2 separate regions of the Dromaius novaehollandiae genome follow, and region 2 is linked to region 1. The links are chromatin contacts, called in public Hi-C maps. All regions are on one chromosome and are shown on one strand. Each heading gives the region's core, a stretch centred on a gene start, on an enhancer-like site or on the middle of the called end of the contact. The rest is flanking DNA. Distances are from core to core; before and after follow the strand shown.

Region 1 (7,452 bases), core at 1,475-3,974:
TCTGTCACAGGCCCTGGTACAGACAACTGTCCCCATCCTCCCAAGATGGAGTTGATAATCAGCTAGGAGGTGTTTATATAGGTTCTAGTTAGAGTAAATTCAGTGAGACTTTATTCTGTCCCAGTAAATCTATCATGCCAAGCACAGAGACATTTCATAAGGTTTCCTTAGAGTACCCAGAGCCTACAGCAGCTAATCTGGGCCTCCTAGGAGACTGAGAAGAACGTGAACCAGGACATGTTTCATGAAGAAAATACCAGTGTATTTTCTTGCAGTACAGGGTTTAGCTTTCCTTTAGCAGGAAGCAAAAGCACTGAAACTAGAGTGGCTGGGATTTCACTGGGATGTATTGAAAATGGATTCTTAATTCATGCCTCCTATCCAAGGAGGGCTGTAATTCTGCCTCCTGAGGCACTCTGAGCTATGCGTGCACTTGGTGCTCAGCTACTCAGCTAGTAGGCTGTTCTAAACCTCCTAGTTTGTTCTTCCTGGATCTAAATATCATAGCTTCCTCTGAAAGCCACTTAGGATACTTCAGGAATCCTCTCCCAAGGCAGCTGTAACTTCCTTGGAGGAAACGGCAAGCTCCAGTGCACAGCACTGAGTGATTAGAAAAGCCTCAGAAGGATAGGGAAGGGGGAAGGACACCTGTCACTTTTTATTTTAAAGTAGTGTTAAAGCACATGGTTGCATCCTGTGTTTGAATGTTGTACTGGATCAGGACAGAGACTGGGAACTTCCTACATTTTATCCCTGTCACCACTGGGAGCATGAGCAAGTGACAGGAGCCAGAGGTGGGTTAATATACAGAGCCATTAACACTGGAGACCAGTAATGCGCAAATTACTAGAGCTTTTGGGGTCCAGATTTTCTAAAATCTCTTTGGTGGTCAAGAAAATTTTTTGTTAATTTTTTTATTTGCATAGGTAAGCCACATCCAGGGACCTGCTCTCTGGTGATCATACAGCTTGATCTGGTTATTTTTACTCCATTTTTGTACAGAACTCCCTGATATGTTGTTGTTCAGCCCCAAATTAGGATTTGGCAATTTCTAGAGCTTTTGGGAACATGGCTGTTTCTTAGTGTTTTGGGTCGTCGTCCCCCCCGGGGGCCTGTGTATTCTTCCTCTCTCGTATTACTCTTTCTCACTTCCACTGTAGAGTCTAAGCAAAGGTTGCTGCTGTGTGCTTTTGCTGGTTTTGTCCTTCTGTTAAGCTGTGCTTTTAAATAATCATCAAGAGTGCCTCAGGCATAGGATGGGCACCTTTCCCATACGGTTTTATAAGCATAAATAAATACTTATAGAAAAGACATCTGTGGCAGTTCCCCCCTTCTTCTCTGACAGATCTCTCTTCAAAGCCATGGATCAAAAGAACATAGCAGATATTGAGCAGCAGGGACCATGACTCTAAGGACTGGTGCAGCAGAGTCACACGTGTACTTCTAAGTCTGCCTAACTAACCTTGCAAAACGCAGGTTGAGAAAACAATAAACACACTTATCTTGTGTGCCTCTTGCCAGCAGGGGAAGAAAGTGCCTCCTGTCACTCAGAGCAACTCTCTGAGGCACAGCAGTCATGTGTGGAGGCTGAAGGAGGCCTGTCAGAGGCTCGTTGCTTGCAGAAGTATGACAGAAATTCAAGTCTGCTTTCACTGAGACATTAGGAATGGCAGTGCTGAGACTCAAGAGACCTAAATTAAAATTCCAGCTCTGACACAGACTTTTGGAGTGTATGAGCAAATTACTGTGTGCCTCGGTTCCTACTAGTAAAAGAAGGATGATAATATTTCTTCTCTGACTTTGTCTTGTATCAGAGTATCAGACCGAGGCCATTTCTCACTAAACATGCACACTTGGACCCCAGCCCTCCCGAAACAGCCAAGCAATAAGAAGAAAAGTAAAAATACTAGTAAGTAGGCAAGTAAGTGATTTCTAACACCTTGGAGTTAATATGAGATTTCCTAGTATTGGTTTTATATACTAAAAAGGTAAGATTTATCTGTTTGTGAAGACAGGAAAGTTTTTATTGAAAGCTGTAAAACTTGCCTGAGAGACAAGCAAGTAAACAGATTTGACTGTAGACAAGTGTTTTCTTCATATAAAACCGGTGAGGCAAGAGATACATTTTTATAGCTGTGTATCTACTCGAAACAGCTCATCTACTGTTCTGTCCTTAAGGCTGGTGGGACATCGGTAAGGGGCATAATCATTAGTTCCCAAACTTTACTACTGTGCTCCAGATTTTGTTCTTTTTCTTTCCACGGCTCATTCCAGCATGACTCTGGATGTCAAAGGTTGATGGCAACAAGACAAACTGTATCCCATGCTGCCATCCTGAAACTACTTGTCTGGTTGGTAAATATAGTGCTTGATATTAACTGTGTTTTCTTAAACTCGTTTACTGGAATTGGTATTTTACAATAGAGAGTATATCTCCTTCCCAGCCAATACTTATCATTGGTTTGGAATGAACAAACCTGGTTCTTCACTGTCCAGCTATCTGGCAGCACAGAGCATTGCTTAATAACTAGCGTTGTGGTTAGGCAGTATTTTGCAGTGACATAAATAAGTGTGTGAGGCAGTACTGGACAACAAATAACGAGGCTGATGTCCTAACTGTGGTGTCCAGTATTGGGTAAAGGGCTGTCATTTCTCGTCAGCCTGCATCACTGAGGAAGGTGAAGGTCAAGGGAAGCTGCAGTAACTCGGCAGCTCTGTAGATGTCGCCAGTCTTTCACTCCCCCACCATTCTCTGGTTGGTACCTATCTCCCTCCAGCCATCTATTTCGTAACCTCAGAGGAATTGCTGTTTGGATGATGAAATAGTGCGTCGTACAAGTTAAGAGCTGCCAGCAATGAGCTGTGCCTGGACAGGAGATACAAAATGGAAAATGTAAATAGTAATGCAGTATTTTTTCAATTACATCTTAAGCAAACATACTTACTTACCAGGAGTCAGAGAACAGTGTGAATGTCTTTTTGGATTTTGCCAGCTAAATCATTAGGGCATTTCCTGAGCTTTGTTTAAAATGATTTATGGAGGTTATTTGCAACATTTTGCCTTCTCCTGGAATTCTCACGTAAAAATCCAAACCACATAATTTCCGTTCACATAACACCCACAGCAGGCATGCACTGTTCTCTGCTGGAGCTGGGAATTTGTCTGCAAAGTGGCAGGAGCAGTTCCAAAGGGAAAAAAACAAAAAAATCGAAAAAAACAAAAAAATAAAAAAAAATCAGGAGAGAGAAGGGAGAAAATGACCCTCCCAAATCCTTGCCTTGCAGAGGATGACTTAGGTGCTAACTTCAGATAGTGAATAGGAAGCTAAGTGTGTGAAGATAGGGCAAAGTGGGAGGGGAAAGGAGAACAAGGAGATGGATTTCCTGATTGCTTGATGAGGTGAGATTTTTGGAGCATAAACCCAGCCTCCCTAATTACCAGTTCTGCTTGGATGTGCTGCAGCAGCACCCCAGAGATTTTGAGTCCCATGCTTCACTTGGTGGTGGTGGGGTGCTGCTGCCTCCTGTAATAAGACTGCTGCTCACTGCTCTGAGCAAAACTGACCTCTGTTACATCAGTGCGGAAAGCTTTAATTGATCTCTGTTATGTTCATGGGAAGAAGTAGATAGAGTGAGGTCAGGTTTGTAATACAGTATTTGGCTAGAGTACTTGCTAGCTGGAGCCCTGGAGTTGCGGGGAGGCACCCCAATGCAACAATCCTTTCAGAGAAACTCCTTTAGTTATCTTGTAACACGTATCTGCACGGGGCTTTGCCAGCATAGCTAGAACTTGGCCACCACTCTTGGAGGCAAGCCCTGGCCAGACAGACTGTGCTCAGAAAACGTACACTCATTAGTCCCAGGAAACCATTTCGACACAGGCTTCATTCGATCCCTACCCGAGACTTCAGCAGGATTTTCTGTCTGGCCCCAAGCAGGGGTACCTTCCCAGCTTGACATTTAAATAAGACACAGGGACTAGGATGGAGGGATCAGAAAGGTCAAGAGAGGGGCAGGTCTTGGCAGGATGGGCAGTAGGGCCTGGCTGCTGGGATCCTCAGGGCAGGGGTTTGTCCATGAGATCACACAGTTGGCTAGCCTGCAGTATAGCGCATCTGGGGGGGTACAGAGCAGGATACGGCTTTTTTCTTGGCTTTTGAGCAAGTTTCTCAGACTGATGAGGAAAATTACTAAAAATTATGTATGTTTTCTTCAGGATTTCCATTTTTTAAAGTCACAGCTTAAAATATATTCAAAACTTTCGTTAGTGAACAATCCTCAAAATGCTGAAAATATAGATTAGCTCAACTGCTAACGAGGCTGCAGGCATCCCACTGTTAATAAGTAATTGGTATCTTTCACACCATGCCTTTAACCTTTGGATGGCGGGCCATACCCTAATTTGATATACAATGGTGTATTTCAGAGAGCCTCCACTGAGATCAGTGCAATTGCTTTGAACTTATGTTGGTGTAATAGGAAGTAGAATTTGGCCCTAAGAGAGAGGCAGTGAAAATTGAACATATACTATAATTCCAAGTGGTAGGTTTTTGTATTTATTGCCATTCATTCAGGATTTGAATCTTGGAGATTGAATTAATTTCAGATCTTCTACCACCTGACCCAAAACAAAAACCAGACAGCTGTGTTTGTTACTGCTTGGTAATATATTTTTCCAGGAAAACGCAGCTTAAGCTTAGTTCTACTGGAATAGCAGGCTGTTATTTGTGCTTTACGAAGTGTACCACTAGACGAAGAGAAAGCAAGCATCTGCCTATTCCAGGGAACTTCACATCGAACTTTAGTGCAGTGCAATAGCCTGTCAAAAATGTGTTTGAAATGATGTTTTAAAATCCTGTTCAATTGAAAGGAAAGGAAAAAATCGAAGAGCATGCTGAGGAAATGCTTAATTTGTATTTATTATTAAATGCAAAACAAAACACACTGTCTAAGAAAAGGGCAAACACCTGAGAGATTGAAAATGTCCAGTCAGATTTAATAAAGATGACAACAGTAGAAGAGTCTGTTTCCTGCAGCACTATGTAAAATAGGGACCAAAAGAATAGTTCATTCAACATATTGACCATGCCACATTACTTAATCCCCGAAAGACACCTATTTAGATTTACGTCTGATCTCAAAATTGGGACAATCATAGATACCTTGGGACCTAAAGCTGAGATTTCGAAAGACATCAACTTTACTTGAACCCCAGTAGGAGCTGGGTCCTGGTTGGAGGGAAGCTTTTTGGCCTGTTCCACTGCTGTTGGTCCTCTTGAGATTCCAGCTTTTTCTGCCTGGAAACATCAAGGAAATTATCTTTCATACTGATTTCTGAAGGTGGAAGGCGGCAGAGACCCCAAATAGTTCCAGTAGCTTTACACAGAAGGTGAAAAGTCACAGTGATTCAAAATGGGGCTTCTTGATGAACGGCCACAAGGAGCTAGTTCGTTGTGCTCTCTTGCATACTTTCCAGTTAGGGGTCTTGGGACTATCCTGGACCACTGAGTCTGCTTTCTGAACAGAGCAGTTTGTTTTTTAAGTGCAATAATGTTTGGAGATGGAGATGGTTACGTGTGTGTGCAGGAAATTCACAAACACTTCATAGCCATCTACATATTTAAATGTCAAAAAAAAAAAAAAAGCTTTTCAGCTGCTTTATCTCAGAAAAAAGAGTTCTGCTGCACTCTTTATGCAACTTATTAATAGGCAGACAAAAAGACTGTTAGATGCTTCTGTAATGTGTAGAGTACGTGATTGAAAAAGGAAGGATTTTTTTCAATTAGTTACACCAATCTTGAATTATAACATAATTTTAATTGAAGTAAAGGGAGATCCACATGAATATCCATGTCATCGATCAAGACGAGATGCATTGCAATGAATAGTGAATGAATAACAATGAAACACCAAAATAAAATGTCACCATTTAGAGATACTTCATTGTAGCTCTTGCACACATTCGTCCACCAAGAATACCTGAACCAGTACATAATTTTATGGCTGATGGCATGTTCATTATGCTGAAATGTAATGAAAGAGTAGACACAATTCAGCCTTTTTGTCAAAAACTGATTCATCTAGAACCTGTTACAAAACTCGACAGAGGAAGTTTTCTAAATCAGTTTTGCCAGTCATCAATTACAGTAGCGTTGGCCCATCTTTGCTGGATGCTCTTGTACCAGAAATCATAGTTGATTAGAGGTAAATGTATGTATCCAAGGGCAACGTAGACAAACATTTACAAACTTCATTAGTTGTTTGGAGAGAAATTTATGTCTGTTTGATGAGAAATCATTTTGCACTAACTCACAGGCTTTGCAATCTGGAAGACATTGTGTGCAAATGAATCTTTGTTGTGATTATTATTTATTTTAAACTTCCAAGATCAAACCTGACTGCAGAGAGAGAGGCAGGTTCTACCTGTAGAATTTGGCCCATCTCTTGCAAGTTTGCTAGAACTGTAAATGGGATCAAGCAGCAGCATTGCAACAAAACAGCCGAAGTGTTGGGGTTACACGTTTTGCCTGTGAATCAGGCTTGATCTTGGTTGTCCAAAATCACAATGCAGAGTAAAGGTATTCATTCAAAATGGGAAATTAATTCATTTATACTGTAACCAGTTTAGAGGGGCTAATGTGAATATCAAGCAACATGGTTATAGCATCAAATCAGATATGATAAATGAACTCTGAATCCTGTTTGCAAATATTTACACCAGAAGCTTGGTTTATGCACCCATTCAGGAAATAATGGAGGGCCTGATTCTCTCTTCATTTTCTTTGATTGTTATAGATGGATAAAATTTAAAGCCAGACTGAAGAGTGCATTATCTAGTCACAGGCCAGGGACTGTTGTCATTGCAGTGAGCCTTATGTGTCTCACTAATGCACAGCCTGCAGAAAGTAGGCATCCAGTTTGGGATCTGAAGATGCTGAGAATCTCCAGCTTCCCCAGCTAGTCTGTTCCAATGGTTAGTCACTCTCACTCTTAAAAATGTGTTACTTTCCCATCTGGCATCCAGATATGGGAATACATGTTGGAATAGCTCTGTTGACTTCAGCGTGCTGCTCCTGCAGAGAGGAAAAGCAGGCCTGAGGTCTCTTCACTACTGATCCTGACTTGAAGAGCCTGTTAGTGCTACAGGTCTGAGCACTTGGCACCAGCTATTCCAGTCAGCAAGCTGGGATGTTCGTTACTGTCTTATTACTTACTTATGCTTGTTTCACTAAGTGAACATTTGCTCACTGAGTCAGCTCTTACATGTCTGTTCTACCCACTCCTTTTTTCCCCTTCTCCCCCCGTGGAGAATCATTGCAGAGTGAAGTGATGCAGAACCTGTCATTGCCATGAGCAGGGCAGGAGTTCATTCTGCCCATTCACAAGTTATTCCTGTTCTCTGAAACACACACTCACACACACGCGCGCACACAGAAGCACATGCAAACCCAC
Region 2 (7,452 bases), core at 2,025-4,524, 76 kb after region 1:
GTTGTGTGTGGATCCAGACTGCTTTCGGGGGTTTGCACAGCTTCCTAATACAACGGGATAGGGCTGCCTCCAGCCCTACCCAATTAATAACAAGCATCAGCTCAGTCTTCAGCTTCTTCTGGGTTTTGGACTCCCACCCACCTCCGTGTGGTCTCATTAGTGGAGCTGCCTGCTTAGGGTTAAAAGAGAAGAAGACTGAAAAGATCTTGCAAAAATTTAGTGCACTAATGCTAAAATTAGAGCTTGTTTCCTCTGGATAAACCTATTTACACCCACAAAATAAGGAATGAACCAGACATTCTGTGAGGTGGTGTTTTGTGGATGGGCTCTTGCGTGCCTACCTATGGTACCAGACGGAAAATGTGGAGATGACGCTTGACTCAGCCTATTATCATTTTTTTGCATTGAAAGAGAAGAAATGTCACTTTGTAGAGTTCATTTAGAGTTAATCTGAATTGATTAAAAATCTGTTGTGGGTTACAGCTAAAATGAATTCAGCAGAGCTGTGCATTGGAAAGGGGAAAAGAAGCCTTGCACAAAATCCAGAAAGCAGTCACTTTATGTCTTAAGCAAGATTATGTCACGCAATTAAATGTTAGCTCCTTACTGAGGCTCATGTTGACTCTTCCACCTTCAAATAGTAAGGACCTGATACGGAAGGGCTGTGTTTCCACAAATGCCAGTGAAATTGGTAGGTGCTCGATATTGCTAGCACAGGTCAGAGCCACTCTGCAGCACACTGGCTTAATCCATGGTGCCTTTCTTATTTTATTACAGTAAACATGGGGGAAAACTCGTTACTTTCCTTGGCTCCACATGCCTTTAATTGTATTTAAGTTTCATGAATTTCTACACACTTTATAGCAGTACAATAATAGTACAACAACTTGTGCACAGAGGTTGTCTGCTTAAATGCAGGCAAATACTCTGGAATTGAAGACTTAAAACATTTTACGAAGAAACTAGAAAATAGAGCAAAACACTTTTGTCTAAGTATGGCAGAGTTCACTTTCTAGTGTAACCCCTTTCTTCCCAATCCCCCCACCCCCCAAAAAAAAAAAAAATTGCCGAAGTAAGGCATGTTACTTGAACTGGGTTTATGTAGGTTCTTATGTACCTGCATATAGGACTGAGGCATGTGGTTTTAAGTTTGGATGCAAGGTAAGTGGTCCCAGTAAGGAATCCAGCCCTGATTCAGATGATGCGTTTTTCTTATCCAGTGCTATAGGCCTACAGGCTTCATTAATTTATGCATAATAAGGAAATGACTGAGGTGAAACAGTACTGAGGTGAACTGAGAGACAGGAGCGTGGTACTCCAGCCTGTTGCTGACTGTTGCCTTCTCCAGGAAGGTGTCAGCCCTCTCCCAGCGGAGCAGGAAGATCCCCCAGCTAGACTAGTATTCAGTGCCCTGGGAGTCCTAGAAAGCCAGCAAGCGTTGGAGAGCCTTGCCAGTCTGCGTGGGGCCAATATTTAGGCAATCCCACTTTCTTTATTGCAGGGCTTCACAATGACATTGCAGGGTTTAATTTTCACTTATTTTGTGCAACTTTGAGCAAAACCTTTCCTAGGGATGCTTTCTGAATAAGCACATGCTGGGTATGGCGTATTGGAGACAGGAGAGAGGACTGCAGGAGGCTGAGCTACTGTGGCCTTGCTGGTTGAGGTTTGCCGGCTGGGCAGTGATCATGGGGAGCATCTCTGCTTTGAGCCTGCTGGATATGCACAGCGGAGCGGGGAGCCTTAAACACAGTCATGGTAGTTGTGCCTGGTGGCTTGCCCTCAGCGGCGTAGCCGTGGCTGTGGGACAACTCATTGTAGATGGGCACAGCAGGGGAAAGGGGAAAGGAGGTTCCCTGTTCCCAGTCTCAATTAGCCAGTGGCTTAATTGCTATCGCTTTAGTGAAGGGGTCTCAAGGAGGAATTTGGAGACCACCGTGATAACTCTGTCGCATTTGTGCTCCAAAGCTGAGAGGGTGGGTGGGTGCAGAAGAAGATAAAGGTATGCAACTGTGAAAGATCGTTAGCTTCGAGAGGGCTCTGATTAATTTCCTGGCTTTATATGTCTGGGTCACAAGGCACGCACTGGTGAGCACACAACAAATAATAAGCAGCAGCCTCAAGCTTTCTTTGCAGGAAGGATTTGTGGCTAAGGGGTTTTTTGGATGGTTCGCTTTAACTGTTGAGCCAGCTTCCTAACCTTGAATTTACATTAACCAAACTGCTTTGTTTGTTTTGGAAACGAGCACCCTGGGGCAGGTGGGCTGTGGCAGACAAGGTTTTTCCGCTGTGCAGGAACCGTATTTTTGCCAGAGGATGCAGTTTGCCACCGGAGCCAAGCTGGCCTAAAGTCCAGGTGATGCCAGAAGGGAGGCACTGCTGTCCCCCAGCCACCGGCCAGCACTCATGGCTCCTCTTGCTTGCGTGTATAGCAGGCACCTTTCCAGTCCTGCTTTGGAAAGCCCTTGAGTCCTGCTGAGTGTCAGAGGGACTCGGACTTTTCAGCCACTTACTATTTTTGAAAATATTTTCCTGCACACATCTTACTCTCTCCATCAGTAAGGTTACTTATATGACTAATAAGAATACTTAATTATGTGACCCACTGTATACCTGAGGAGGCTGGCGCCTAATCCTGCATTGATTATGCACTACCCGCTCCTGGTAGCTACACTGCACGCGTAAGAGGCGCAGGAGCAGACGTGAGTGTGGATTAATTATTCGGCTCTTGGGGAACAGGCACCCTTTGATCAGGCGCACAGAGTGGCTGCGTGACACATGAAAAGACTCATTTGCCACTGCTGATGACAGTGATGCACTTGCATATGCGCATCCCTCCTCGCCTCCTCGGTTCAGCTAAAACCATCAGTGTTTCTCATTTTGCTCTCTTTTCTTTTTCTGATCTCTTGAGTATTTCCTACTTTTTCGAGGGGGAGGGCTTTTTTTTTTTTTTTTTTTTTGTCCCAGGATGCAGTTATTTGGTTGGAAAAAAACCCCTAAACTTCATACATGAATAATGTGGTTTAATGTAATTGAACAGCGGAAATGGCAGGGCTTCTAATGTATTAGATGCGAACACAAGGAAAGTCAGGCATTCAGCATGATCATCCCCTGAAATAGTAAGCAAATGTTTTGTGTAAATACCATCTCATTAAGTAATAAAACAAAGCCAGGGAACAGTTCAATTCATGGCTTGTGTTGAAAAACACAGCAGAGCGAGTCAGGCAAGCTGGCGTTTGGGAACGGGGTGGTTGGTTTGGAGCGGTTTGCGGTTTCAGGAGGCGGCTGCCTGCTGCCGAGGGGGCGTGCTTTGTTGCATTCGCTTTGCACGTGGGTTTCTGGAAAGTTGGAGGGGTTTTCTGAGAGAGCGGAAGCGCGTGATGAACAAAAGCAAGTAAAATGACAGGGAAACACTGATCACAAGAAATTTAGCGTAACTTCCCTTTTGTTCTTTGAGCGTCGTTAACAGTACCCGAGCGTGACTGTACGAGAGAGCTCCTTGCACCTTTGTAGTGATTCGTCGTTAGATCTGACGGTTGCAGCTAGGGATAAAACAGGAATGGATGTGCTTCTTGTTTGAGCTGGCAGGTAAGAAATGGAGAGGTGGAGAGCGGGGTGCAGGGGCTGTGTAGTGACATACCTTTTTCTCCATTGCGCGATGTCTGTTGTGTGATGCTCAAGAAGGACACTGTGTTCCTAGGCTCTGAGTTTGGGGAGAAGGACATAAGAAACTTAGGATTTGAGGACATTGGCATCTTCATGCGTTCTTACAAAAGAGAAAGTAACTTTAAGGACAGGTTGTAAGTGATGTCAGGCTTTTGCTGTTTTGCCTGTAGGGCTGCAGAAAACACTGTGACATACTCAATTCTGTGGCGGGGCTTTTAAAATGATTTCTGTTTACTTATTGCTGTTTCCCTTTCTTATCAAACATAGCATCTTCCTGGCTTTGCGGTTAGATTGCCCTGCATTTCAGGATCTCTCACCTCTTGCTCATCACCCAGCAGCTGTTTCCCGGTAACGCAGCCTTGTTACTCTGGATGGTGCTCGGAAGTTTCCTGCCTTAAGGAGGAGCCGCTTTTCCCTTTGTAGTCTCTTCTTCCTTTGACCAACTTGCTTGGGAAAGAATGCAAGAGCTGTTGGCCTGAATGCAAAAGAAGCCATTTCCTCACTTTCTGCTAACCTCACGATCTGACTGGGCTCCCAAACGCTCAGAAGGGTTGAGGAGGAGCTTCACAGTTGGGCATAGGACATCTCTGTGTCCCAAGTGTTTCTTTATGTGTCCTGAACTATGGGTAGGCCTGCACCAGAGAAGATTGGGTGTTGGTTCCTCGCTTCTTACAAGCGCTCTTTTGCCTGGCAAGTGTGGCCAACCTCTTTTTGCTCTGCCACCAAAACTGCCGCAGGTTGGAAGGGGGCCTCTCCACGCCAGGCCTGCTTCTGCGGAGTTTCTCCCCGGCGCAGAGCTGAAGTGCTTCCTCCTGCTGGGTTGCTTCTGGCCAGCCGGCCTGCCTTGCTTCTAGAGAGAGTGCGTCTTGTGATCTCTTCTAGCATGCAGGAAAGAGATTTAATAGCTACAACCTCCGGCTACTTTTTAATAATGATATCCCCCAGCTACTTTGAGCGTGGCCCTGATACAGGGAGCATCCGCTGATGGAGCTGGCTGTGGGACCAGCAGCAGCGGTGCTGCACCGGTCAGCCTTGCTGTGGGATGAGAGATTCGGTTTCGGGCTTTGCGTTGGGTTGTCACGATACGCCCTCGTGTTTTGTGCCGGCTCCTGGAATCGGAGATCCGCGGAGCGGTTGGGGCTGCAAGGGGCCTTGGAGATGAGCTGGTCTAACCCCTGCCCAAAGCTGGGCCACCTGGAGCAGCTTTAATCCCTCTGTCATTGCCCAAGTAACCTCCTGCTTGATAGGTGACAACAGCGGGTGCCTGCTGGCGGCAGGGGGCTACACGAGGCCCAGGAAATCACTGTTTTCTTCTCCAGCGCCTGCAGACCTCAGCCTGGGGCTGTCATCTCCCTCCTGTAGGAGGATTTTCTGCTGTCACCTGGAGGGAGACAAAGAAAACAATTTAAAGGCCGGCTGGTGTGTGCACTAACAGGAAGCGAAATGGCTTATCCCGAAGTAGAAGCATTTAGCTGAAAGACTAAAAAGCATTTTTAAAGCCAAAATTCTCGTGTACGCCTGTCAGTATTGCTAGCAGAAGAGTTTCAGGTTGCAGTTAATGGGAATTGCTGATACCTTTAAGGAGTATTTTGGACTCTGATCTCACTGAGTTTCGGTTTGAGAAATTGTGAAACACTCTTTCGTGAGAAGTAATAATGAACTCTGTACGTCAGTGAGATGAAAGGAAAATCTGATAAATAAAAAAGACCTTTTAGTTCTGATTGACCTCTTCTTGTTGGATGTCGTCAAAGATGCTATCTAAAGTGGGGCTTGCCTAAGGTCTCGTAAGTTTTGTTTTTCAATTTTTATGTGCACAATAACCAGTAGATGTTATGCAAGCCTGTTTGTGGCAAAATATTAAACTCTGTTTGATTTAAAAGGAAAATGTGTGTAAACTCCTGAAAGTTTATCAGCACATTTGATCTGCTTGGGAGAAAAATCAATGTTATTTTACTGTTATTTTTATGTCAGTAGATTTGTAGGTGTCTCTTCTGCAAGTTGAGTTTTGAGAGCAACAATGGATTTTTGAATTGATTCTTTCTGTTAGTACTGGTTAATTAAACCAGTCTCTTTTTTAATTGAAATTCTAATAGTTGTAAAGTTCTAATTTCTATTCTTTATTTTTTTATTTTACAGGTCACATGTACAGTTGCCTGTAAGTATCGTTCTGTTATTCATTTTTTTTTTTGTATATAACTTTTTTCTTCTCCTTTTAAGAAAGGTCAGTGTCAGCTAAGTATTTTAAAAAAAACTTCCTAAAAATAATTTTTAGAAATAGCATTAGAAAATATAAACTCATTTATTGTAACGCCATAACAGTCAAACAGTTAAGTAGATCCTTAAATTTTTTTAACATGTGCTTTAATCCCTTAGTTTTTCAGGTTTTTAAAGATTTTGGTAAAATCAAGTATAGATTTAATGTAGTTGAAAGATTGGAGAATATACTTCAAGCAAAACAAAGCAAATGACCCCTTTCCCTCCATCACCCACCCCAAAACCCTGAAAACACCCAACATGATGCATTAAGGATATTTTGAAGTGAGTATAGGAACTGTTATACTGGCCAAAGATCCATAGGTAACAACTAAGATAACAAAGATCCATGGGTAATAACTTTTCATATAGCAAAAATTTCCAAGACTTGTTGCAGGTTAGTCCTACATAAATACTGAACATCAAATTTAGATGAGTTAGCCTTTAAATTTTAGGGCCAAACTAAAATGAGAGGGCCAAAATCTCATTTTATGCTGCTTTAAAAGTAAAGTGAGAATTGGTCCTAAAGGACCTTTGGATTGGAGTGAATCTGGCCCATAGCATTTTTTGTTTTCACTTTCATGATCTTTGTGTGTATCCATTTTGAATAAACTAAGGAAAGAATGTTTCACTGCACCTCCAGCTCCCAGGACCGGGAACCCTAATGTTTCTAGTCACCTTTCTTAAGCTGGCTATGGAGGTTGCTTGTGTAACAACATCAGTTTCAACTAAGATAGTAATTTTTGTGTGTAGTGTTAAGGAAACAGCTGAGTCAACTCTCTCCATGCTTTAGGCTGCGCTCTGTCAACATAAAGTTGTTTGTTGTAGGCATACTGTGCCTCTTCCTTACTTGCGGGGAATACACTGTGTGAATATGAGAACTTTTGTGCTCATATACTGAGGGCAGCAGACAAAAGTGCTCTGCCAGGATGAGTGGAGCAGCTAGCTTCTGGTAGTACATGAAAAAAATGTGCGCACAAAATATGACTGAAACTTCATTCAATTCTTTTCAAACGAAACTGCACTGAAATAAAGAGCATCTCGTGATAGCCTTCACCCAGAATATGAGTAGAGTCAGTGAATGACCTAAATAACCTGGCAATCTCTTAATGTAAATCAAATGGTCTGACAGCAGTTAAAAGCAATAAAACCAGGAAATGTACAGTGAAATCTCTGTAGAAAAATGAATTGGCAAAACAGAAGTGCCTGCAGTTCTATGCATGAGATCTATGAATGATGATACTTTTGCATATGGGAAACCCAGGAGTTCTGTAAAGGTATTTATAGCTTTGTATCTTTTCTTCTCTTTCAGGCATTCAGGATTGTAGCTATGATGATTTATCAGTAAACTCTAGAAGTGGGAACAAAACCTACAGAGGCGGAAGATCAAAGAGAGATGTGTCACCATCCAACGGGACAATAAGTGCTCAGAACAATATAACAAGTATGTGATTTGGAATTTGGCTGGGAGGTGAATCTTCAGGGTGTTTTGTGCCTATGTAGTGTGTTAGCATTTTAGGTCCAAACTGTAGT

What was found. A called contact is a pair of places that touch in the nucleus more often than the background predicts.
Region 2: a Hi-C map of brain shows a contact between it and region 1, with 4 times the contacts expected there. The contact joins two enhancer-like sites. A contact is called at or near these places in 2 of 4 Hi-C or Micro-C datasets (brain and liver).

The regions. Positions count from the first base shown.
Region 1 is chr5:65,580,062-65,587,513 of bDroNov1.hap1, forward strand. No RefSeq gene overlaps it. Among named protein-coding and RNA genes, the nearest start is that of PTPN5, 18 kb to the left of the region's middle. Within about 2 kb of position 2,725, at least 1 of the 2 cell types and tissues checked has open chromatin away from gene starts, as enhancers often do.
Region 2 is chr5:65,655,902-65,663,353 of bDroNov1.hap1, forward strand. PTPRJ (protein tyrosine phosphatase receptor type J) reads left to right here. Exons shown (of 23, transcript XM_064513121.1): 2 at 5,803-5,821; 3 at 7,232-7,363. Among named protein-coding and RNA genes, the nearest start is that of PTPRJ, 45 kb to the left of the region's middle. Within about 2 kb of position 3,275, at least 1 of the 2 cell types and tissues checked has open chromatin away from gene starts, as enhancers often do.